3 separate regions of the Mus musculus genome follow, and all the other regions are linked to region 1. A link is a contact called in public HiChIP or PLAC-seq and Micro-C data. All regions are on one chromosome and are shown on one strand. The core of a region is the stretch at or near the end of the contact, and the rest is flanking DNA. Distances in the headings are between cores, read along the strand shown.

Evidence for each region. Hi-C and Micro-C count contacts between places; a contact is called where the count stands out from the background. HiChIP or PLAC-seq counts read pairs in DNA pulled down with a chosen protein or histone mark.
Region 2: a contact with region 1 is called in an H3K27ac HiChIP or PLAC-seq map of embryonic stem cells, with 6 read pairs. The contact joins two enhancer-like sites. A contact is called at or near these places in 3 of 39 promoter capture datasets (the 3T3-L1 cell line, the C10 cell line and liver), 1 of 15 datasets of contacts at CTCF or cohesin (embryonic stem cells), 33 of 484 Hi-C or Micro-C datasets (the 3T3-L1 cell line, B cells, the C10 cell line and 20 more) and 17 of 115 datasets of contacts at active chromatin or transcription factors (astrocytes, a beta-TC-6 cell line, craniofacial prominence and 8 more).
Region 3: a contact with region 1 is called in a Micro-C map of embryonic stem cells, with 3 times the contacts expected there. The contact joins the promoter of Lhx5 here to the enhancer-like site in region 1. A contact is called at or near these places in 1 of 39 promoter capture datasets (the 3T3-L1 cell line), 1 of 484 Hi-C or Micro-C datasets (embryonic stem cells), 2 of 115 datasets of contacts at active chromatin or transcription factors (astrocytes and embryonic stem cells) and 1 of 9 other capture datasets (embryonic stem cells).

The regions. Positions count from the first base shown.
Region 1 is chr5:119,708,156-119,712,074 of GRCm38.p6, forward strand. No RefSeq gene overlaps it. Among named protein-coding and RNA genes, the nearest start is that of Tbx3os2, 19 kb to the left of the region's middle. Within about 2 kb of position 2,151, at least 19 of the 459 cell types and tissues checked have an H3K27ac peak or open chromatin away from gene starts, as enhancers often do. A contact at or near this core is called in embryonic stem cells, where this site is marked.
Region 2 is chr5:118,763,839-118,767,757 of GRCm38.p6, forward strand. Med13l (mediator complex subunit 13-like) reads left to right here. Exons shown (of 31, transcript NM_172424.4): 31 at 1-1,600. Among named protein-coding and RNA genes, the nearest start is that of Gm42015, 78 kb to the right of the region's middle. Within about 2 kb of position 1,728, at least 4 of the 459 cell types and tissues checked have an H3K27ac peak or open chromatin away from gene starts, as enhancers often do. A contact at or near this core is called in embryonic stem cells, where this site is marked.
Region 3 is chr5:120,430,237-120,434,155 of GRCm38.p6, forward strand. Lhx5 (LIM homeobox protein 5) reads left to right here and starts at 1,650. Exons shown (of 5, transcript NM_008499.5): 1 at 1,650-2,217. The coding sequence starts at 2,045. It overlaps Gm27199 (predicted gene 27199), which reads right to left and starts at 1,531. Exons shown (of 2, transcript NR_166585.1): 1 at 1,451-1,531. It overlaps Gm31976 (a long non-coding RNA gene), which reads right to left and starts at 1,444. Exons shown (of 2, transcript XR_878743.1): 1 at 844-1,444.

The DNA of each region.
Region 1 (3,919 bases), core at 901-3,400:
AGGCAGGGAAGGAAAGCCAGGGTCTCACTGTGCAGCTCAGGCTAGCCCGTCGTGGAGAAAGGCATCCTTAAATGACAACATCAGGGTTCCTAGCCTGTGTACCCCAGGGAATCAGCAGCTGGGTTTGAGGTGGAAGGTCTAGGAATTCCCTTGAATTGGGGTGCCTTCTACCCTTTAGGTTTTTGCTTATTGCTGGGGGGAGACTAGCGAGTCTTTCTGGATCCTCGGGGAGTCTAGTTTCGCAAAAAAAGTCTTCTTTAAGCATTTGCCCAGATGGCACGCCCTCATCAGCCTTTGCTCTGCATTCAGTGTGGTCAGAGAGACACACATTCAGCTGTCTGCACCATACAATTACATAGAAAGTGACCAGAGGGTCAGGTGTATCTGGTTGTACGTGGTTAGATGTGCAAAAGCCTGTACATTTGTTTCCAGATCCTGGTCACTATTCTGTGCATTTATATCTGCATGCTCTTGCTGTATAGGTTACATCACCTTTCCTAACAGTGTGAAGCTGGGTTAATAATGGGGGTCCACCTCTCTGCCTTCTCCTCCTGCCCCCCAATTTAGGAGTGTAAGCCAAGCAACTATCCTAGAAGAAAAGTATTTTGAAACGTACTCATCAATTCGATTGTTACTACGAATTGTTCTGTTGTTATTGTAAAGTGTGGTTCCCCTGTTTCCAGGCGGATCTCCCACCTTTTTTTTAAAATTATCAATTACTATTCTCTAACATAGTTGACTATTCCTCAGTAGGATGCCATATTTAAAGATCTGACTTTATGTCTTTATGTGTGAGTGTTTGCCTTCGTGTGTGGGTGTGTGTGTGTGTGTGTGTGTGTGTGTGTGTGTTATACACACGCACATGCAGTACCCATGGAGGCCAGAAGAGGGCACCAGATTCTGGTGAGCCATCAAATGGGTGCTGGGATCTCTCTCTCTCTCTCTCTCTCTCTCTCTCTCTCACACACACACACACACACACACACACACACACACACACACACACACCGTGCTCTGAGTACAGAGCCAGATTTGTTTTTATTTAGTTATGCATCTGCACACTCACTACCCACAAAGGCAGTTGTGAGCCACACGATACACAAAATATGGATGCAGAAATTAGGTCCTTTCTATACGGGGTGGGGGGAGTTGAGTTCATGTCCTAGTGCTGAGGCTCGAACTCGAGATCCTGCACATCCTAGGTAAGCACTCTGCCCCAGAGCCACAGCCCCAGGGTGCCACACCACCATAGCGGATTTCTAAATCAGTGCTCTGAGTTTAGCTCTACCACTGAAACCCAGCCCCAGCTCTTCTGCAGAGGATTCCAGCGCATTGCTCTATGGCTGAGCCAGGTTCGAAAGGCGCGCTTGTAAGTGCTCAACAAAACCCCGGCAACGTTATTTTAAATTCTTTTTAAAAAGTTTACAAAGTGGTTTCCTACAATGATATCCTTTTTTTTTTTAAAGATTTATTTATTTATTATATGTAAGTACATTGTAGCTGTCTTCAGACACTCCAGAAGAGGGAATCAGATCTCGTTACAGATGGTTGTGAGCCACCATGTGGTTGCTGGGATTTGAACTCTGGACCTTCGGAAGAGCAGTCGGGTGCTCTTACCCACTGAGCCATCTCACCAGCCCAATGATATCCTTTTTAAGCCCAAGGAAACTGAGTCACAGAGAGGGTGGGTAGCTCCCTACTCACACAGTTGGAGGTAAAAGAAGCCGAGGTTGTCCGTGGATTAGCACTTTCTAGTGGATCCTCCCCCTGGGGCAGGACTGCTTCAGTAAGAAAGCTAGGGCTTTGATTTGCTAATCTTGTTTGTTTGCAACACAAGCAGAGGACACTGGATTGATTTCCTAGCGCCTGACTCTCAGGGTCCCCCTCTGGCCTCGGGGACTTAGCACAGCAAATTCCTTTTCCTGAAGGACTAGAGGGTAGTCTCCAGCCTCAGGGCCTCCCCGCTTTCGGTACCGTCTCCCTCTCAGCTTCAGTCTTAAGTCTGGCAGAAAACCAGGTTAAACGTGGACCGCAGGCCCCACCCACGCCTCCACCCCAATTCATACCTCCCGGAGACGCCTCCCTGTTTCTGCTTCTTAGTCTTTTACAGTGGTTGGTCCAGATGCAGAGAGAGCCCGCTCCCTGACTAGGACGAGGCTGGGAATTGAATTTAGAGTCTCGTGATCACAATCACCTGAATCCCATCCCATGTCCGCTTGTAGGTGTGACTCAGCAGTAGAAAACCTGTGCGCAGGCGCAAGGCCCTAGGTTGGCTCAACACTGGATAACTAAATAAACATTGAATGAAGTTTTTATTTTATTTTTTATTTTTGGTTTGGGGTGTGTGTGTGTGTGTGTGTGTGTGTGTTGTTTGTTTGCTCTTTTATTTTGTTTGTTTGTTTGCTTTAAAAACATCTTCACCGTGACAGAGAGTACAGTCCGCTATCGGTTAGACTAGGTTGAGTTCTTCCTTCCTTCCTTCCTTCCTTCCTTCCTTCCTTCCTTCCTTCCTTCCTTCCTTCCTTTCTTTCTTTCTTTCTTTCTCTCTTTCTTTCTCTCTTTCTTTCTCTCTTTCTTTTTTCTTTCTTTCTTTCTTTTTTCTGCTTACAGTGAACTGGAGTCATCTCTGGAATAGGGGAGAAGCAACCTTTTATTTTCTCGGATGTCCATCGACCATGGAACCTGGGGCAAACAAGGTCATCCTCTGAGCCGCCAATTCTCCTCTGTAAAATGCAGTGCTCAGATGTGGTGCCTCCGCAGAAAGACCTAGACCTAGCGGGTAAGAGAGGCCGAGAGCGCAGCCCAGTGGTAGAGTGCTTTCCTAGCATGCCTGAGGTCTGGAGTCCCTTCTTCAGTCCCTAGCAGAAAACAAAACAAAAGCTCAAACAAGAGCTACCAAAGGGGATGAGGTGGAGAGGAACATGAAACAAAATCCCTGGACAAGCCAGGGGGTGGCTCAGTGGATAAAGGTGCTTGCCACCAAGCCAGAGGACCTGAATTCAATCCTTAGGACCCACATGGTGGAAGGCAAGACTCTCATAACTTGACCTCTGATCTTCACTCGGGTCCAGTGGTACACATACTCATGCACACATAGACAAAATTAATTGATTAATTAATTAATTGGACATTGACCTCCTGGGACATATCTGCTTGTCTCTGTCCCCAGTGCTTTTTACACTGGTGCTGGGATTTGATCTCAGGTCGTCTTACTTTTTTACTACCCCTCCACAACTCCAATATATCCAGGCAGTGCTCAGTCTTACAATCCTCCTGCCTCAGTCTCCACACCCCGATTGCTTTACCATTTTTCCCCTAAAATATCTTAAAATTATTATTTGACTTTATGTGTATGTGTATGTGTATAGATCTTCTGCCTGGGTAGCACGTGGCTACCTGGTGCTGGAGGAGGCCAGAAGAGGGCACGGCGATGTCACACATTTTAATCCCTGCACTGTCTAGGCAGAGACAGGTGTCCAAGCCCGCCAGGACTACATAAGGAGACCCTGTCATAAACAAAACAAAACAAAACCCCAAAACCAAGGGTCTAGAGAGATGACTCAGTGGTTAAGAGTGCTGGCTGCTCTCCCAGAGGACCTGGATTCACAGCACCCACACGACAGGGGACAACCATCTGTAACTCAGGTTTCAGGTGACGTTGCACCCTCTTCTGGCCCCCATGGGCACTGCATGAACACGATGCATAGTTGAACATTGAGAAAGTCAAATCTTGTGCTGCTCTAACTACGTAGTATAATTTGAGATCCAGTGTTTGGAGCCAGCAGTGCTCTTACTGCTCAGGTGGCTCTGGTCACTTGAGAGTGTTTGTGCTTCTCACCTGAATTTTTTTCTGTCTCCCAAGTCCTAGGATTAAAGATCTACCAACCTCACTGGTCTCAATCCACTCTCCCATGGTGTT
Region 2 (3,919 bases), core at 478-2,977, 940 kb before region 1:
AAGAAATAGTGCAACTCAACCGTTACATCAGTACTTGAAGCTGAGCCTCTATGTGGGACTTTAAAAAAAAAAAAAAAAGCCTTTTTAAAGCATTCGCAGCTGATTGAAGTATTCTTGACTCCCTGTCCCAGACCTTAGGGTTGACTTTGAAACCCTGTTTCTAGCCCTTATGTCGTATGTTTCTGTCTGTGGGTGGTGGGTGTAGACCGGCTTCCCAGAGCCTCCTGACAGGCCCGGCACTGAGCCCGGCTCCCGTGGGAGAGTCATGCAAACTAAGTTCTTCCAAGAGACTTTCATGTCCTGGTTATTAACAAAGAAAAGGAAAAAAATGTAATAATTGATATGGTTTTGTAAAAGTATTTTTCTTGAGATAATCTAACGTTTAAAACATTATATTAACATGTGGTGGGGATGTGAAAGCAGAGAAATAACTTGTACATGGGTGACTGTTCTCTGTCTCACCAACTGGGGGGGTTGCTTTCCAATGTATAGCTTAAAAAATCTGATATATCAAACCGTTTGTATCTAACGTGTACAGTGTAAAATTGACTTAAAATATCGCAGTGCTATTTTTTCTTATCAGCGAGGAAATCCTCAAGGCCTTTTGAAGAGCGTAAGATGACGGAGATGTAAACTTGTATAAAGTCACCTCGGGGAGGACGGGCTGTAAACTAGATATTTGTAATCTTTACCACTTGGGATTGCTTCCTCTCAGAGTTCACCAGAACTTTGAATTTCTCTCTCTCTCTCTCTTTTTTAAATGGGCTGTTTTTACTGCAGGGGCTTTTCTTCCCTAGAAACCCAACTCTACGCAGAAAAAGTGAAAAGGAAAAAAAAAACACAAAAAAAACCAGAAAAAAAAGCTATAAAAAGTTTTAAAAGAAGGCAGCAAAGGGTAGTTTCCATCTGGTGTCTTTTATTTAAGTTTTTTAAGTTAAGAAAAGCTGGTGACATATTTATACGTTTTTGTGCAAAAAATAAATGAATGGCAATAGATTTAAAGAAATCTTATTATGTACTTCTGTGTGCAAAAGTCTGTATAATATTTCCCCTAAATATGCATTATTTTACCTGTGAGTTTTTTACAGAATTAATCTGAAATGTACAAGCCCTGGATTTGCTACAGAGTGAGAAGTTATTTTATTTTATTTTTTTTTTATTTTTTATTTTGAGAAAACTGCAGAAATCAGAACTCCTACCATGGTTTGAAAAGGGAGGCGGGAGGGGAGGCGGGAGGGCTGGTCCGGCATGCCTGTATGTATCTCTCAAGAGCCTTTTTTTTAAAATGTAAAAGCTGTACATTTTTGGGAAGTTCTGATTTTCTTTTTCTTTTTTTTTTTCTTTTTGTTTCCTTTTACCTTCAAGCATTTTGCAGTGCGCTTCTTTTATATCTAGCAGACAATTGGAAAGAAATACAAAACCTATGTGACGTTCATTTAAGAACCACAGCCCAGTGCTGGTTCAATACACTAAAGACTTTGATAAAAGAGAATCAATGGCAAAGGTCTCCATTTTAAATGTCATTCATATATACCTTGTGGATGAGAGCTATATACTTTTACACACTTTTTTAGAGGAATAAATTATTGAATTACTGAAACCTCGAGTGGCTCTTTTCCCCTCCCACCCCCTCTCTGTACTGAGATCACCCCGCTCCAGTCTGCACATGCGTCACAGACGGATCTACTGCTCTGGCCTATAGAGTGCACGTGGGGATTGCATCACCCACCACCCCAGTGGCTGTTCCAGCATTCCCAGGTCGGGTCCCAGATGCCACCAGCACCAAGAGCCTCTTAGGTGCTCTGGTGTTTAGGTCCTTCGCGTTCTTGAGCAGGGCAGATCTGATCGTGTCTAGTCCTGGGAGGTTTGCAGACAGCCCTAGGACAAGTGTGCATCCCCCCCTTTCACTACTGATGTACAGGCCGGTGGCAGTAGCTTGCTATCAGTCATGCCACACACAAGCAAGTCCTGCTAAACACACACCATCCGCTGTGACTATGGTGTTTCTTTCTCCAGTAGAGAACCCACTCACTCGGTCTTGGGTTCACTCTCCTGTCCGTTTGAAACATTACCCAAAATGGACAAGCCCTGGGACTCGGCGGCTCTTCCAGTAAAAACCAGAATAATTGGAAGGGACTTGGTTTTTTCATTGTCCTCCATCAGCTTTGAAATCTAATCTCAGTGTCTCCGAATTTAGACAGCAATTTGCTGGGTTGACTCCATAGGACCTCCCCCCCACCACCACGCCCATCCCCCTGGTCACATCATTTACAGTGAAAGGCAAGGGGAGTTCACAACAAGTGCTCTGCAAAGCAGAAAGCTCAACACTAAAAGGCAGCCATGTATCCATGTGTTTCCATTGGCGGTACCAGCCGTGACACATGCGCATGCACACACACACACACACACACACACACACACACACTCACTCCTCAGATCTCCCTACTCCAACGTCGGCAAGCTAAACAGAACTGGGTGGGTTCTCGAGGGCCTTCCTGTGCACTTTGCTCAGCTCACACATCAATTGGTACTCACCTGATTCCATCATTGCTGACTTTACTCCTACGGGAAGCAGGACTTCCTGTAGCTTGTGGCTCAACCCGAGGTGGCAGAAGTTTTGCTGTAGACGCGGAGACATGATGACAGCCGTTGGCCATCCAGCTGACCTTCTGCAACTGGTTTCCAATTCCCACAGCCCTCCACTCCACCTGTGAGCCTGAGCGGTTTTATGTCCCTGCCTTTAGAACATCACAGGGTGAGGGATTTTATGCCAACTGGTATCAAATAGTAAGACCCCCTTTGGAAACTGCTTTTCCTCAGTACAAGGACTAAAAAGCTTCCGAAGACTAGCTACTGAAACAGAAGCCACACCCTGGAGCTCAGTCTGCTGCGGCCATGGTCCTGGTCACTGTGAGAAGTAGCTTGGCTCTCCTCGTGTTGGAAGTCCTACCCGAGGTGCAGTTTCTAATGTGTGGCCCACGTGCTCCGGGTGTTGCCAGAGTCATTTACATCTACTCTACAGAGAGCCACTATTAGTTACTATTTCCTGTTACTAATGACAGGTGTCAAGGGAAGGCTGGGGATCCAGATAGTTTAGAAGATGGTTTATGTCCTGGGCCTCTAGCTCTGCATCCGGCCAGATTAATTCAGTCTCACTTCAATTCAATTTTTATTTTTTAATATTTATTTATTTTGGTTTTCTGTTTTGTTTGTTTGTTTGTTTTTGTTTTTGTTTTTTTTTTGAGACAGGGTTTCTCTGTAGAGCCCTGGCTGTCCTGGAACTCACTTTGTAGATCAACCCCCACCCCCACCCCCCACCCCCCAAAAAAAGCCTTGAAAGGCCAGCCTGGTCAATTCAATTTTTAAGTTAAAAATTGCTCAGCATCTGGCTACAACTCTAAGCAAGTCAAAAGCCAATGAGAAGTGCTGTTTAGCATTGAGGAGGAGGAGGAAGAGGAGGAAGAGGAGGAGGAGGGCTGAAGAGGGCTATGTGCTTTCTCTGAAGAGAATTAGCCTGATGGGTTTGCATGTTATTCAGTGATTGCGGTCCAGATGCTGACACCTGTGGTTACTAGGTAACAGGGATCCCAGCCTCAGACACCTGCAATGGTCTCACATCCTTCTTAGATAAAAGGAGAGAGAAAAGCACACTAGGTCTTTCTGATTGGCTAACACCTGCTTTGGGCCCATACCAACATGAACCTCTGAAGTGACCAAGGGCCCTCTCAGATGATTGGCTACCACCCTGCCTTTATGCCCTCCTCGTCCTACCATTGATGGGGCTTGTTTGAATCTAGCTGTTCCAGGAAGCCAGATGACACTCGGGAACATTGGCACACCAGACTAAGACTAGAAACATACGGGCCTGCTCTAGCCACCTAGGGAAAGGCATGCTAACTACTCAACATGTAAAATAGTC
Region 3 (3,919 bases), core at 400-2,899, 720 kb after region 1:
CACAGCCCAGTTCTGTCACACATAGGATCTCTAGTAGGAATATTCATATCTACACACACACACACACACTCACACTCAGACATTAAAATACACCTGCAGCATGTCAGAATAAACACATGCTTGTGAGTGACTTTACAAACAAGCATTTCCTCACACACCCAGTCGACCCATGTAAGCAGACACATAGAGACACAGACCAACAAGAAAGAAAGAAAGAAAGAAAGAAAGAAAGAAAGAAAGGAAGGAAGGAAGAAAGAAAGAAAGAAAGAAAGAAAGAAAGAAAGAAAGAAAGAAAGGTAATGCACATGTTAACAGGAAATTATAAACGAGAAATTTTACATGCCAAAAAAAGAAAGAAAAAAGAAAAAGAAACAAAAATAAAAAAAAATCCCTCCACGTCCCAGGGTTTGATCGCGAACACACTATAAATAGAGAGTTTTCAAGCAGTGGATATTTGCTAACAAACTCAGTAAATACGCCCAAACAAACACCCACAGCCAAGTCTTGGCACAATTCCTCTATGGCTCCAACCCTTAGGCCCCAGCCCCGCACCATCAGCGTTCTTCCCAGCAGCAAGGAAATATCCCAAAACACTCTCCCAGCCCTACCTCGTCCAAAGCAAGCGGTGGCCTGGTTGGCCTCGCAGAAACAAGGCCTGATCCCTTTTCTCCCCTCCAGGCCCACGCGCCCCTCCTCAGAGTACACCTGCTGGTACCCACACACCTGCGAAGCTGCCTTTGGCTCTAGGAGAGGGCCAGACTTAGAGCATCTCGGGGGGCCCGGGAGTGCCTATGACGCCCGGCTGTGGCCAGCTTCCCTCGCTCTATCGAGCGACCCACTCACCACGGTTCCCGCCAGCCTGACCTGGAATATGGACGATGTGGCCAAGACAGATGTAGTGAGCTTCAGCCTCCTCTCAACCTGCCGGAACACCCATCCGAGGTAGACCACCCCTTTCGCCACACCTCCCCCAGTGCCGAGTGAGCTAGGCACTTAGAAACGACCTTCGGGATTCCCAAGACCAGGCGAGGTGACATCCCTGAGTCAACCTGGATAGGGGTGGGGGAGGGAGGCACAGAAGTACCCAAGCTTCCCGCCCTCAGTCTCTTGGTGAGAAAAGCCCTGCTGGGCCCTAGCCCCGTGAGTGACAAAAGAAGCCACCGTAGGGAGAAGTGCCGGGTCTCCCAGCTCCTACGCTCAGAGCCCGAGCGAGCCGCAGTCTAAAGCAAGAGGGAGCTGGGCGGGTTCGGAAGCAGGGGGACCACAGCGCACTCCCTGCCTGGGCAACTTCTACAGGTTGCGAGGGTGGCGAACCTGGTGGGAGGTTTCTCCCTGGCTAGGCCTTGGAACCCTGCCCCCCAAAATTATTTGTGATGGGAGAGAAAAAGAACCCTGGTTTTCGCATCGCGCCCCCACCCCTCCAGACCCAAACTAGAAGGTAAATACTTACTTAGCTTGGGAACAGGTACTAGCAAATACTCGGCAATACTGATGTCTTGTTTTTTTTGCTCTGCCCTGACCGCAACGCTGTAGCCAATTTAGATATGCTATAAATTTAAGAGGTTGCTATGGCCACGGCGCGCCCATTGGCCGCCCGGCCCCCTACGTGCCGCACCACGTCACCAAATCTGAATAAGGATGCGCGAATTAGGCGGCGGCCAGACAAAGATGAGGATCGGGACCGCTTGAAAGTGGGGGAAAGTGCCGGCGCCTCCGCCAACCGGGAAAGCCGCTCGCCAGTGCCGAAGCCAGCAGCCGCCGAGGACACCTGCTCGAAGCTGGAGCGAGCGCCCGGTCGCGACCCGTGACATGAGGCTGTGACCGCTGCCGCCCTCCACGCCACTCTGGGCAGTGCAGCGCCAGGCCGGAGAGCGTCGGAGGACTTGACCCCGAGAAGTCTTGGTTGATCCGTAACGGACTCGCCCCTACAGACTCGCCTACAGACTAGGAAGGCTGAGAGCCACAGCAGCGGGGACCGAGAGGGCCTAAGGGCCCAGGGGCCCCAAGGAGGACGAGGCGGCCCGAGCCGCCGGGGCGCGCGGCTATGATGGTGCACTGTGCTGGCTGTGAGCGGCCCATCCTCGACCGCTTTCTGCTGAACGTACTAGACCGCGCGTGGCATATCAAATGTGTTCAATGCTGCGAGTGCAAAACCAACCTCTCGGAGAAGTGCTTCTCACGGGAAGGCAAGCTATACTGTAAAAACGACTTTTTCAGGTAAGAGGCCCCGCCGCGCCCTGCTGCCTACCACTGGCTGGCCCGAGCTCTACTCTGGCTCCTTGGGAATTAAGGGACCAAGAGACCCACCCCAGCTTGGGAGGTGGGGGTGGGCAGATAGGCAGTCTGCCCTCCTCAAGCCCTGTCCTCTGCTTGTGGGATGCTGAGGTTGAGTCGAGGGAAAGGAGGAGGCTGTTTGGCTGCTTCACCTTGGGTCTGCCAGGCAGCAGCAGAGATCGGTCAGATGGCAGAGGCCCGGAAGCTCGGCAACTTGCTCTGGGCCCCTTCCCCCGACACCTGAGTCCCCAGGACAGAAGCCTCAAGACTCCCCTGTCCAGATCCCAAAGATGTGTCGGGAGTTCAGAGCAGCTAGGAGCTTCTTGTTCCACACAGTAAATCCTAAACCCAGAGGGTAATCTGAGGACAAACAGGAACTTCTCACTTCCAAAGGACCCTAGCTAAGAAGGGATCTCCTGGAGATGGGCGATGAGAACCTTCCCCTGGCCCCCCACCACCCTCACCCGATTAATTTTCTTCCTAGTTGGAGAGGCACTGAAGAAGTAGAAGGTGAAAATCAGCCGATCTGTTCTGAGATCTCCCTTCCCAAGTCCATACAGCCCCTCAAGGCAGGCCAGGACCCAGTGTCTCTGTGGGCCTCAGTTTCCCAAAATGAGAAATGCTATGGGGCAGCCTAGAAACGCGTGGGTTTTTTTTTTTTTTTTTTTTTTTTTTTTTTTTTTTTTTTTTTTTTTTTTTTGGTAGCTGCGCTTTCTGCCCGTTTCCACCCGGCACCCAGACTGGCTTTGTGAGTCTGAATTCCAGGCACTGAGGGGGCGTGATTAGCTCGGCAAAGGAGAAAGGCTGCCGCCTGCCCCAGTGGCCGGGCACTTGGGAATTTGAATAGGAGAAAATGTCAGCCTCGCCTTTACACGTGTAAACTCCCTAGCCCCAGAGGCCCTGGTGCCCCTAATGTGGCATGCTTGCAAAGCACCTAATGATTTTTGATAAGGTGTATATAGCCAATTATGCTGCCGGATAAGGCCAAAAGTGACTTATGGTTTCTAATGCTCTCACTACATCAATGTCACCCAAATTCACTCTGTTTAGAGACATGGGTGTGAGTGGATGAAGGGGCCCCTCAGGGTTCTGAGCCCTCTTCTTCCTCTCCACACAACCTGTACCCCTTCCTTTAGGTTCTGCACCACCCATTATGTGCATACACGGGGGTACTTTCTTCCAGAGCCCAGGAAAGAAAAAGGATTTGTTCAGAGGCAAGGGAAAGAGGGCTTTGGAGTGATCCCAGGTCTTGGCTGGGCAGGACTTAAGATCAGCTTCTGCTCCCATTCTTCTGCTGTCTGCTGGGGCCAGAGATGGGGGAGGAGGATGTGTGTGTGTGTGTGTGTGTGTGTGTGTGTGTGTGTGTGTGTGTGCAGAAACTGACTTCCTGTTTCCAGAATGTACTCTTCTGAGGGCCTTCTGTCCCCAGCTCCTGAAAGCTGGGAGTCTAGCAGGTCTCCTGGATAGAAAGAGAAAAGTCCTGGCCTTTTTGCTCAGGTCTTCCACCCTGATGCTAAAGACAGGCAGGCAGACAGACAGACAGATAGACAGACAGACAGACATGGTGGTCCTATCTGACACACACAACACCCTAATCCAGGAAGCAAAACTAAAAATACTGAAAATCTACTCCACAGGCTTAAAA